Linked DNA regions of Xenopus laevis: region 2 is linked to region 1. A link is a contact called in public Hi-C data. All regions are on one chromosome and are shown on one strand. Each heading gives the region's core, a stretch centred on a gene start, on an enhancer-like site or on the middle of the called end of the contact. The rest is flanking DNA. Distances are from core to core; before and after follow the strand shown. Region 1 has its middle 15 kb from the start of trnar-ucu. Region 2 overlaps bcar3.S (breast cancer anti-estrogen resistance protein 3 homolog).

What was found. A called contact is a pair of places that touch in the nucleus more often than the background predicts.
Region 2: a Hi-C map of the XTC cell line shows a contact between it and region 1, with 3 times the contacts expected there. The contact joins two enhancer-like sites. A contact is called at or near these places in 3 of 4 Hi-C or Micro-C datasets (the XL177 cell line, the XTC cell line and animal cap).

What each region holds. Positions count from the first base shown.
Region 1 is chr4S:83,535,888-83,540,989 of Xenopus_laevis_v10.1, reverse strand. No RefSeq gene overlaps it. Among protein-coding and RNA genes, the nearest start is that of trnar-ucu, 15 kb to the right of the region's middle. Within about 2 kb of position 3,614, at least 1 of the 7 cell types and tissues checked has an H3K27ac peak or open chromatin away from gene starts, as enhancers often do.
Region 2 is chr4S:83,580,787-83,585,801 of Xenopus_laevis_v10.1, reverse strand. All of the region lies in intron 2 of bcar3.S (breast cancer anti-estrogen resistance protein 3 homolog), which reads right to left. Among protein-coding and RNA genes, the nearest start is that of bcar3.S, 22 kb to the right of the region's middle. Within about 2 kb of position 3,196, at least 2 of the 7 cell types and tissues checked have an H3K27ac peak or open chromatin away from gene starts, as enhancers often do.

The sequences.
Region 1 (5,102 bases), core at 2,365-4,864:
ACAATTCAAGTATTGATCCTTTAATAAGAATCTCAAAGTGCCTCTTTTTTTGTTACTCTGTACCCACTTTTCCAATATAAGCAAATAACAGAAATGTAGTACTTGCCCCTCCAATAAAAGCAAACTCCTACTTCTGAAAGGATTACAATTGTAAGCCCAAATGTCAGAGGGAAAATAACTCTTACAAGCAAAGCAGAGTTCCTACAGTAATAATCATATGTAAAATGCCTTATAAGTGAATATCTGATTTAAAATGCTAGTTAACATAAATATAAATGCACTGAATTACAATACATTGGGGTCAGTATGGCAATATATGTAACCATCAAAATACAGGTAACAAAAGAAGAATATAAAGATATAGAAAACAGGCGTGGTTCCTGAATTAATTAATCATACAGTTTAATTTCTGTCAAAAGCCGCTTTCTTCACAATCTTAGCAGCACATTTCAGCAGCTGAAACTGCCTCTCTAGCTTCCCATTAACTTCAGCTAAACCGCCTGACACTGCTGCTACAGGCAGTTCCCAGTCCAAAAATGAGCATTTTAGAACTATCTGTACTACCAGTGTCATAGTATTCAGGCTTAAAGTCAGAGGAACAACGTTTGCACTTTTGACAAGACCTAAAGGGATAAAAGTGTATTTTTATAATAAACTCAATTGACTGGGCTGAAGTCAAAAGTGACAGTCACTAGATAGAACCCGGTGCTTGACGGCAATTCCCTTTTGACTTTGTCTCTTTCTTATTGCTTGCCAATATTTCCAGCTGGCCATACATTTCATTTACAGATCTGCTCATTTGGCAATGTCACCATACCAGAAGATCTTTCCCTAATATTCCCACTTTGAGGTGCTCAATATTGGGCTAAACTGAACATCGTTTGGCTCAGCTAAATGGCTGGATCACCACAATGGTAAATGCAGTCGATTGCTAAATGCCCTGATAAGATTTTTAGACAGCCTGATTTTCAGCCAGGTATTGGCCACTCGGGGGCCCCATACACAGGCCAACAAGCTGGTAACTGGGTCCAGAAGGACCAAATCATCAGCTTTTATCAACCCCTCTCTGAGCACTTTTAGGAAATGCAGGCACTGCCACAATGTTTGATGTAGGAATAGACAGGGAGGCAAGTGATTTACTGCCAGAGCAGGATAGTAGAAGAGAGCCTTTCACGTTAGCTTTCTAGAAAACAAAAGTAATATGCACAACCTGAGGTTTATTTAGGTCAGAGAATTCATTCAGAGAATTCCTTATAAATGGAACAATAGTTGAAAGTTGATTTCAGCCAAAGCAAAAGTGGTTAAACATGCCCAGTGCCCAGGGCCGGATTTACATAGCGGACGCCCCTAGGCCCACTGCCATTTGTCGCCCCTGTCCCCTCCCCTTTATTCGTGCAAATTTTCATGGAGATTGTATCTCCTGTGCATCCCCAGTGTTTTTGAACCAATGTGGGTGTGGTTGGGCAGCATGCCGCCGCCCTAAAATCCTGCCGCCCTAGGCCCGGGCCTAGGTGGTCTTCCCACAAATCTGGGCCTGCCAGTGCCACCTCACATTCAGTTAGCATTAGCACCGGCACTTTTTAGACAGAAAAAAACACTTGTACTGATATTTTAAAACCTGATATAAACCTTACCATTTCTAATGCAGATTGTTAGGATTGGTTCGCAGAATGTAGTGGCTGTAAAAACATAAAGCAATAACATGTCTGATGTTTCCAACATCTAGTAACCTACATCAACCAATGAGATGTTTGTTTTCCACACCTAATCAGTAAATGCTATCTGCCAATTGGTTTATATGGGTTATTAGACAAGTAGAAAATTTAGGACCATTTATTACATAAACCACTAAAGGTTTTGAAGAAAGTCCTATTAAAAAAATATCAGCGGGAAAAAAAAGAAACTAAAATATTCCTGACAGCCAGAGATTTGCATTATGCACAGTAAATTGCACTGTGGGTCTAAAATTCTTAAAAATCTAGTGTTTATGGAAATGATATGGCAAACAACACCATGATTTGGAGAGTTGTGCTAAGATTTTAGCAACTATAGACAAAGGGAATTATATGTTTCAAATGAATTACATAAAATAGAAAACCTCCTACTATGTCTGTTTGAATATGTTCTTAAATAAGAGCTTAATAATTCCACCTTTTATTGAATTACCTACAGTATGTGCAGCAATTATACTGTACCCAGGAGTTGCAGCATAATGCTCCTTGTCTAGCCAGGCTTCACCACACACGTGGATCCTAAACAGATAACGGCTGTAAAATGTCACACAAGAAATATTGCTTTCCCAAAGTGGGAGAGACATGAGCAGTTATAGAAGGTGGACCCGCACTCCTTTAATAGTGAATCAAATGTGTTTATTTTCAATGCATATCCAACGTTTTGGCGCACATTAGGGCCTTTTTCAAGAACTTTTCAGCCATACTGTGGGCTGAAATGTTGGATATGCATTGAAATTAAACACGTTTGATTCACTATTAAAGGAGTGCGGGTCCTTTATATATATATATATATATTTGGATTCAGAATAGGGCTTATTATATTTCACTATTCCTATATGTTATACAGGTGGAGGGTGGCATGTAGGCCATCCTCACCTGCACCCTACCTGTCCAGTAGCGTAACTAGAGGGGGGCGGGCCCTGGTGCGTGACGCGCAGCCGGGCCCCGCCCCCCTCCGTACGGCCGCATTTTCAGTGGCACACGGGCTGCCGGGAGGCCCTGAGAGGGTGCGGGCCCTGGCCCGCTCGCACCCCCCTGCTACCCCAGTAGTTCCGCCACTGTACCTGTCCCTATTTGCGCAATTCGGATGTGGCAGGGAGTGGCAGGAAGTGCATTTCACCCCAGGAATTTCAAGACTGTGATGGAAATTGAGATTCTTTGTTCTATACTGAGCTGGATTTTACATTTGATCCTCAGTGCAGGGCACAGGGGGGCACAATTGCTACAAAAACAAGCACTAAGTGGTATGCTTTTGTACTTTCATTCCCTAGGGCAGTGATCCCCAGCCAGTAGCTCATGAGCAACATGTTGCTCTCCAACCCCTTGGATGTTGCTCCCACTGGCCTCAAAGCAGGTGATTATTTTGGAATTTCAGGCTTGGAGGCAAGTTTTGGTTTCATAAAAACCAGGTACACTGCTAAACAGAACCTTAATGTAGGTTGACAATCCACATAGGGGCTACCAAATTGCCAATGACAGCACTTATTTGGCACCCCAAAAACATTTTCCATACTAGTGATGCTCCCCAACTCCTTTTACTTCTGAATGTTGCTCACGGGTTCATAAGGTTGGGGATCCCTGCTCTAGGGTCAAGAATGACCTCTATGGTGTCCATTGTATTTAGTTCAATAATTATAAACACAGTAAGCAAGTTGTCTGCAACATTTATCCATTGCTCACAATTTTACCTTTTTTTTGTGCCTAAATTGCTTTAATTCCTTATAGAGAAACAGTAGAAAATTTCTTGAAGCAAATATTTTATCTAAGATTAACCTCTTTGCATTTGCCAGACAGAATCTATGAACCTCTAGCTCCTGATGTAACTACAACTCGCAGCATTCCCTGATAAATAAAGGCATTTCATGGGGATTTTTATCGGTATATGGCATAATACAGTACAAGGGCTAAAGGTTCTGCTTGACTGCTGAATATGGAAGTACAAAAGTAGGATTGCTGTACAATGGCAGAAGCAGTTTTGTGTCTGTGAGAGTGTGCAGGTGGTTTTGGGACAGCTTGCAGAGATGATTCAGATCTGGCTGACAGTTACTATATTTCAAAGGTACATGAAAAAAAAAGCTGAATATTAGATTACTTGTGTAGAACAGTCTGTCATGAACATGATTTAAATGTTTAATAAAAAAAAAAGAAAAGAGAAAAGCTCATTGTATGTGTGGTTGCCAAGCATTGTCAGCATGTTGATGGATTTTGGAAAGAAGTATTTCATCTGAATACTGATAATTCAGTGCAGCTGGGTAAAATCCATTCTCTGAGACTGTGGGCACAGGGGTTAAGGGGGTGATTTGCTGACCTAATGGCAGAAATATAAAACGGTTTGATTTGAGGTCTGTGGCTTTTCTACAGATATGGGCTAGAAGACCTACAGGATCATCATGTTGGCATATTTTCCATTTCCATACTATGTATAGTATTGGTCTCTATTATATATGTATACAAATTAAAATGTAATTTGCAGTTGTAGGAGTGATGTCAGGGGATATAACACAGATCAGTTATGTGTATTTTCATTATGTTAATGCAGAAGGTAATAGAGCACCTCCATGCAACTGCCTGATACTTGAGGTGCATACTTATGAAACCAAATTGGTCAACATGCATTTGGATTAATAACCTAATCAATATCAGATGTTCATATAATGCCAATCCACACAGGTAAGAAACTTCTGGTACAAATGTATCTTTCTTATACAGTATGCCTTATGAGACAGAGCGCAGGCATTTGGATGACTACCTGTGACTTCACTGATTATGTCTGGGAAAGCTCAGTGCAATGTTCAGGAAAACACCAAAACCTCTGCTTTGATACAAATGGTTGTTGTTGGGAAGATATTTTCCTTACATCACTTAAATGCATCAAATACCCAAGAATTGCAGAATTAAAGACAGACATCTCTAATCGTACATTGTGTTTTATTGGTTTCTTTGCAGGCTGTAACCACTTATGCATAAAATGGTGGACATCCCTATTAATCTGAATGTCAGCATTTTTCAACCAGCCCTTCAATTTAGTGTGCTGTACAGAGTATTCTTTTTAATAGCAATAACTATGGGCACCCTTAGGTTGACTATTTCGCTTGCGTTAACATTTTTTGCTGAAAGGTAAATTATTATAAGTGATTATCCCATGACAAGTTGTCCTTAAAGGAGAAGCTTATAGAAGAAGTAGGGTAGAAATGCTATACATTATGTTTTGGCTTCTGTACCAGCCCAAGGCAACCACAGCCCTTTAGCAGTAAAGATCTGTGTTTCCAAAGATGCCCCAGTAGCTCCCCATCTTCTTTTCTGCTGATTCACTGCACATGCTCTGTGCTGCTGTCACTTACTGAGCTTAGAGACTGACACACAATATAT
Region 2 (5,015 bases), core at 1,947-4,446, 45 kb before region 1:
AGGGTATAACAGTCCATTAAAATGACCCAATACATTTTATTAAATAATTTATATATAAGATAAAATGCCAAATGAAGGTCACTTTCTACAGCAAAGCATCTGTTTTTTGTAGATCCAAATGCTTAGCTTTGTGCATGCCATGCCTCTGGGCTGTACAAAATAATCGGAATTTGTTTCTACTTGCTTGTGCGGCTTCCCAGCATTCACTGCTACACACCCACATCTCTGCATTCTCTCATTCTGTATGCAAGTGGCACACAAACAACTGTGGCAGTTGCTGCACTGACATTTTCTTTTCTCTCATCAGTATTTCAGATACCTATGGATTCTACAAGGACACATTCATGCAAACTGATGTGATATGAATGCTTAAATATAGGGCTAGCTCTCTGCAGTGTGGAACTTCATTCTAATCTGATTAAATGAGCTCTGCCCCTCTCTCACTATTAATTCTGTAAGAGAAAATTAAAATGGAGAAATGTATTCTTATAATATGGTGTCCTGCCAAAAGCCATAATTTGTGAAAATATGAATCGCACTGAGTGTGCCATTTGTCTAGTTTAGAAATGTGTTGAACAGTAATTACAAAGATATCCCTATAATTTCATGCACAGCAAGCTCAGCTAAGCATATGGCAGCTACAAGCTTGTGGGGTCAGTAGCTGCACTTCTATGAGCGGTGAGTACCATTTTGAAGCAATAATTTTTCATGTGTCTTGGTGGTATTTTCAGTGAGTAGAGTAAAGAGCAGCACTGGTTTGATAAACTTATACTTAAAGATCTGGAATTTGAACAGAGGTTTATTTCTATCACCAGTTCACAGTGCGATGTAACCATCATTTTCCTTGTGTACATATCCCGTTATGCTTTCATAACCTTCTTTTCCAGGAAGGCAAATACTTTTATTATTTTCACACTCAGTAGTACATTCATGTGAATTTCAACAGCTTTGTGGATAATGTTTATGAAGTAGGACATTCCTTAAAAATTCAGAGTTCAATCTGCTTATTGAATGTGACTCAGGTTCCACTCATACTGCACATGAAACATTGCATACCTATGAGGAGAATACCGATGAGTGGAATGGGAAAATATATATTCAAAGGATTTTGTGCCATTACAGTGAAGAAACAAATCCATTACAGTGGCGATAGTTACCTACCTGACAATATTAACTTGCAGACAACCAACCAACTATTGTGACCTAAAGTAAAGGAGTATTCATATCAGCATATTGTTTATGACCAGCGGCATAACAAAACATTTCTGGGACCCGCACCAAATATTTCTATTGCAACCTAAAATCCAAGATTTTGCCCAAATTTTATTGAAAATGCACATAAGTCAGGATTCCACTGGATGTTTTAGGATAATGCCACACAGTTTATTCTCAGTCTGCAGATATATACCTATCACTCCCAGAAAATCACGTGCCAACTACCACCAGTTTAGGAAGTATCAGCTACAGGTGGCCATAAACAGACAGATAAAAGTTTCAAAGTCGAACTTGTATGGGGCTGCTCCTCGAAAATGTGTTTAAGTCCAATACTTAGTATTGGTTATCATAAAATCAATGTGCCATAGACCTTACAATGAGACATACTTAAACGTAACTGGTACTTAATGTCAACTTGAATTAAAGGAGACAGACAGTGTATATGAAATTTTGTAGCCAATAATGTTAAAAACCCTACTTTAAGCATAATTATTTGTGATTTAAAAAAAGAGTATAATGCACTGGTACATTCTTGTTTTTCACTTTTACTGTAAATGTGAACAAGGTTGTGTACAATTAGATACAGGTTTACCTAGGCTTACCTCAAGCAAACAAAACAAAGTAAGTCTACATGATTTGAAAAATGATAAATATTAGTCTTTGGAAACACACCGAAACATTGATATGATCTCAAATAAACATTTATAAAACCGGTTTAACATTAAAGTTAACTTTTAGTATGTTTTAGAATGTCCTCTTCCTAAGAACTTTGCAATGGGTATTCATAATTTATAGTTTTTTTAATTATTTGTTTTCTTCTTCTTTCCAGCTTTCAAATGAAGGTCACCGACTCCAACTCCCTCCCAAAAACAAAAAAGATCACCCGACAATGTTATTGTTATTTTTATGTTTCTTACATAACTTTCTATACAGTCCCTTACCTATGCATCTTCCAGTCTCTTATTCAAGCCACTTCTTGGTTGCTAGGGTAAAATAAGAGTATAGTAACCAGATAGCTGCTGAAATACTAAACTGAAGACAAAATGTTAAATAAATGAAGAAACACGAATTAAAAAATAGGACCAATTCTAAATTGTCTCAGAATATCACTGTCTATGAGTCTCATACATCTCATTCCAAGAGTTTATTTAAAGGTGAAAACTCCCTTTAATTAGGCAGAACACATGCCCAGTTTGTCCTTGAGTCACAACTACAATAAAAAAAAACAATACATTAATAAAGACACTGAAGCAATGGGTATCATGAATCCTATTACATGCTACTGGAAGGGATGCTAAGACATCTAAACATATTAACGTACCCACTTTATTTTGCTAATCAAGACGGCCAAGGAATGAGTTAATGGGAAGTTTTATCCTTTAATGAAAAGTCAACAGGGGGCCTGTCAATGAATGGCACTAAAGACTCACTGGGTGGATTTTCACTCTAGAAAACAACTTTTTGCCAGGGGCCAATTAAACAAGGATAATGTAGACATCACAAACAGTGAATACATCCGTTTACTAAAAGCTAACTTGGTATACAGCTAAAATTCCTGACCACCTAGAATGTTGTTGAATTAGATGATCTGAAAAAGAAATACTAAATTCAGGCAACTCCAGCTGAAATAATTTACTACCCTCAGTATCCTCAGCCAAACCACTGGAGGGTTGAGCTCCATGGCATTCTGCATAATTATGATTGCTCTTCACTTTCTACTACTTATGCATGGAAACATGACACTCTAGTCTATCAGTATGACTGTAAAGAACTACTCAAATTATTTTAAAAAGGAGTGTGTTGTGTAAAAATGATGATGTATCCTACTAAATATATTATGCCTAATTAGGATATGTCATTTAATTTAATTTAAATTTAAAGGTTTGTTTAATTATAAAGGCATAGAAACAGAATGGTCTCCCTTTAAATTGCAGTCGAATATGTAGAAGGTCCTACGCACACCTGTTGTTTCAAACACTGCACTGGTGGTGCTGGCTGTCCACTGACCTGGCTTGGTCCCTGAGCATCTGTGAATACATGGAGACGTACACACTCATATTATAGCAGTTGGGGAGCTCATCCCATTTATTGCTTCACCAATAATACTTATTTTTGTATCATTGGTAAAGCAATAAATGGGGTAAGCTCCCCAACTGCATAATTTGAGTGTGTGTGGCTCTGTGTATTCACAGATCGCCTTATATTGTCACATGAGATTCAATACAAAATCTCTCCCTGTTTTTAACCCTTGTCTGGTCCCTTAAAGGAGAAGGAAAGCTCAAAGACAGTTTAATGCCAACAGATTAGCCACAATAGTGCGAGCTAGAATGCTATATTTATTCTGCAGAATGCTTTACCATACCTGAGTAAACAGCTCTAGACACTGTCTCTGTTTGTTTAGGATAGAAGCTGCCATATAAGATTGGTGTGACATCACTTCCTGCCTGAGTCTCTACCAGCTCACTTACAGCTCTGAGCTCAGATTACAGCAGGGATGGGAGGAGGGAGGGGGAGAGGTGTAAACTGAGCCCTGCCCTGGAGGTTTATGCTGAAAACAGGAAGTCTGATATAGAAGCCCATGTGTACACAACAGAAGGAAAGAAATGCTATGTTTCTTTTGATAGAGGACTCAGAGCAGCATTACTTTGAGGGTTTACTTATGTATTTATATAGACCTTTCTGATAAAGCTTACTTAATTTTAGCCTTTCCTTCTCCTTTAACTGCAACTTCACCATACAACCCTGCCTTATTTACTAGAGATAGTGTATACCTTCATCATCCAAGGTGAATGTTAGTGGTCCCTTTAGTTTAAGGGCCCAGAGCATGCAGTACACAGAGCTATCTGCTGTTAAAGCCGAGCCAAGTTGTTCCCATTCTCACATACTTTCAGTTATACTTCGCTGATGTCAGACTACCAAACACAATGTAACTAGATGATTATTTCATGAACGCTCATTGTTTGTGTTCAGCTGCCACGGTGCTGATGTAATGCACATTTACAAACAAATTAAAAAGTAGATATGACATTTCCAACCCCCCCTCCAATATGCATGCTTAATTAGAACTAACGATGCGCCAAACCTCATCCCCTGGAATGGATAGTACTGGAGAACAACAAAAGACTGGAATTTATAAAGCAAAATATTGCACATGTAAAGGCCAAAAGAACAACGAGGTGGTTTATACCACAATAATGATACCAATTCCCAATTTTTATGAAATGGGGAACATATGCAATACAAAACATTGAGAGGCAGACATTCATGTATGCAACAACTACAACGTAAGAAACATCCAGAGAGAAGGACTGCATGGATTGCATTTCATACAAAAGACACTTTCCAATCAGCGCAGCTCAGCAATTTGCATTTATAAAAAGTAATCATGGGATTTAGTAACCTTACTATTAAAGGGGTTGTTTACCTTCAAACACTTGTTTCAGTTTAGTTGGTTTCAGATTGTTCAGCAGAAATGGACTTTTTCCAATTAATTTCTATTTTCTATTTGTTATTATATTTAAGCTTAAAGGGGTTGTTCACCTTTAAATTAACTTTTAGTATGATGGAAAGAAAAATATTCTGAGACAATATGCAATTGCTTTTAATTTTTTCTTGTTGGTGGTTTTTGAGTTATTTACCTTTTTATTCAGCAGCTCTCCAGTTTGCAATTACAGCAGGGTGCAAATTACCATGACAAACAGGCACTGATTTGAATAAGAGACTGAAATATGAATAGGAGAGGGCCTACGTAGAAATAGGAGCCATAAAAAGTAGCAATAACTATACATTTGTAGCCTTAC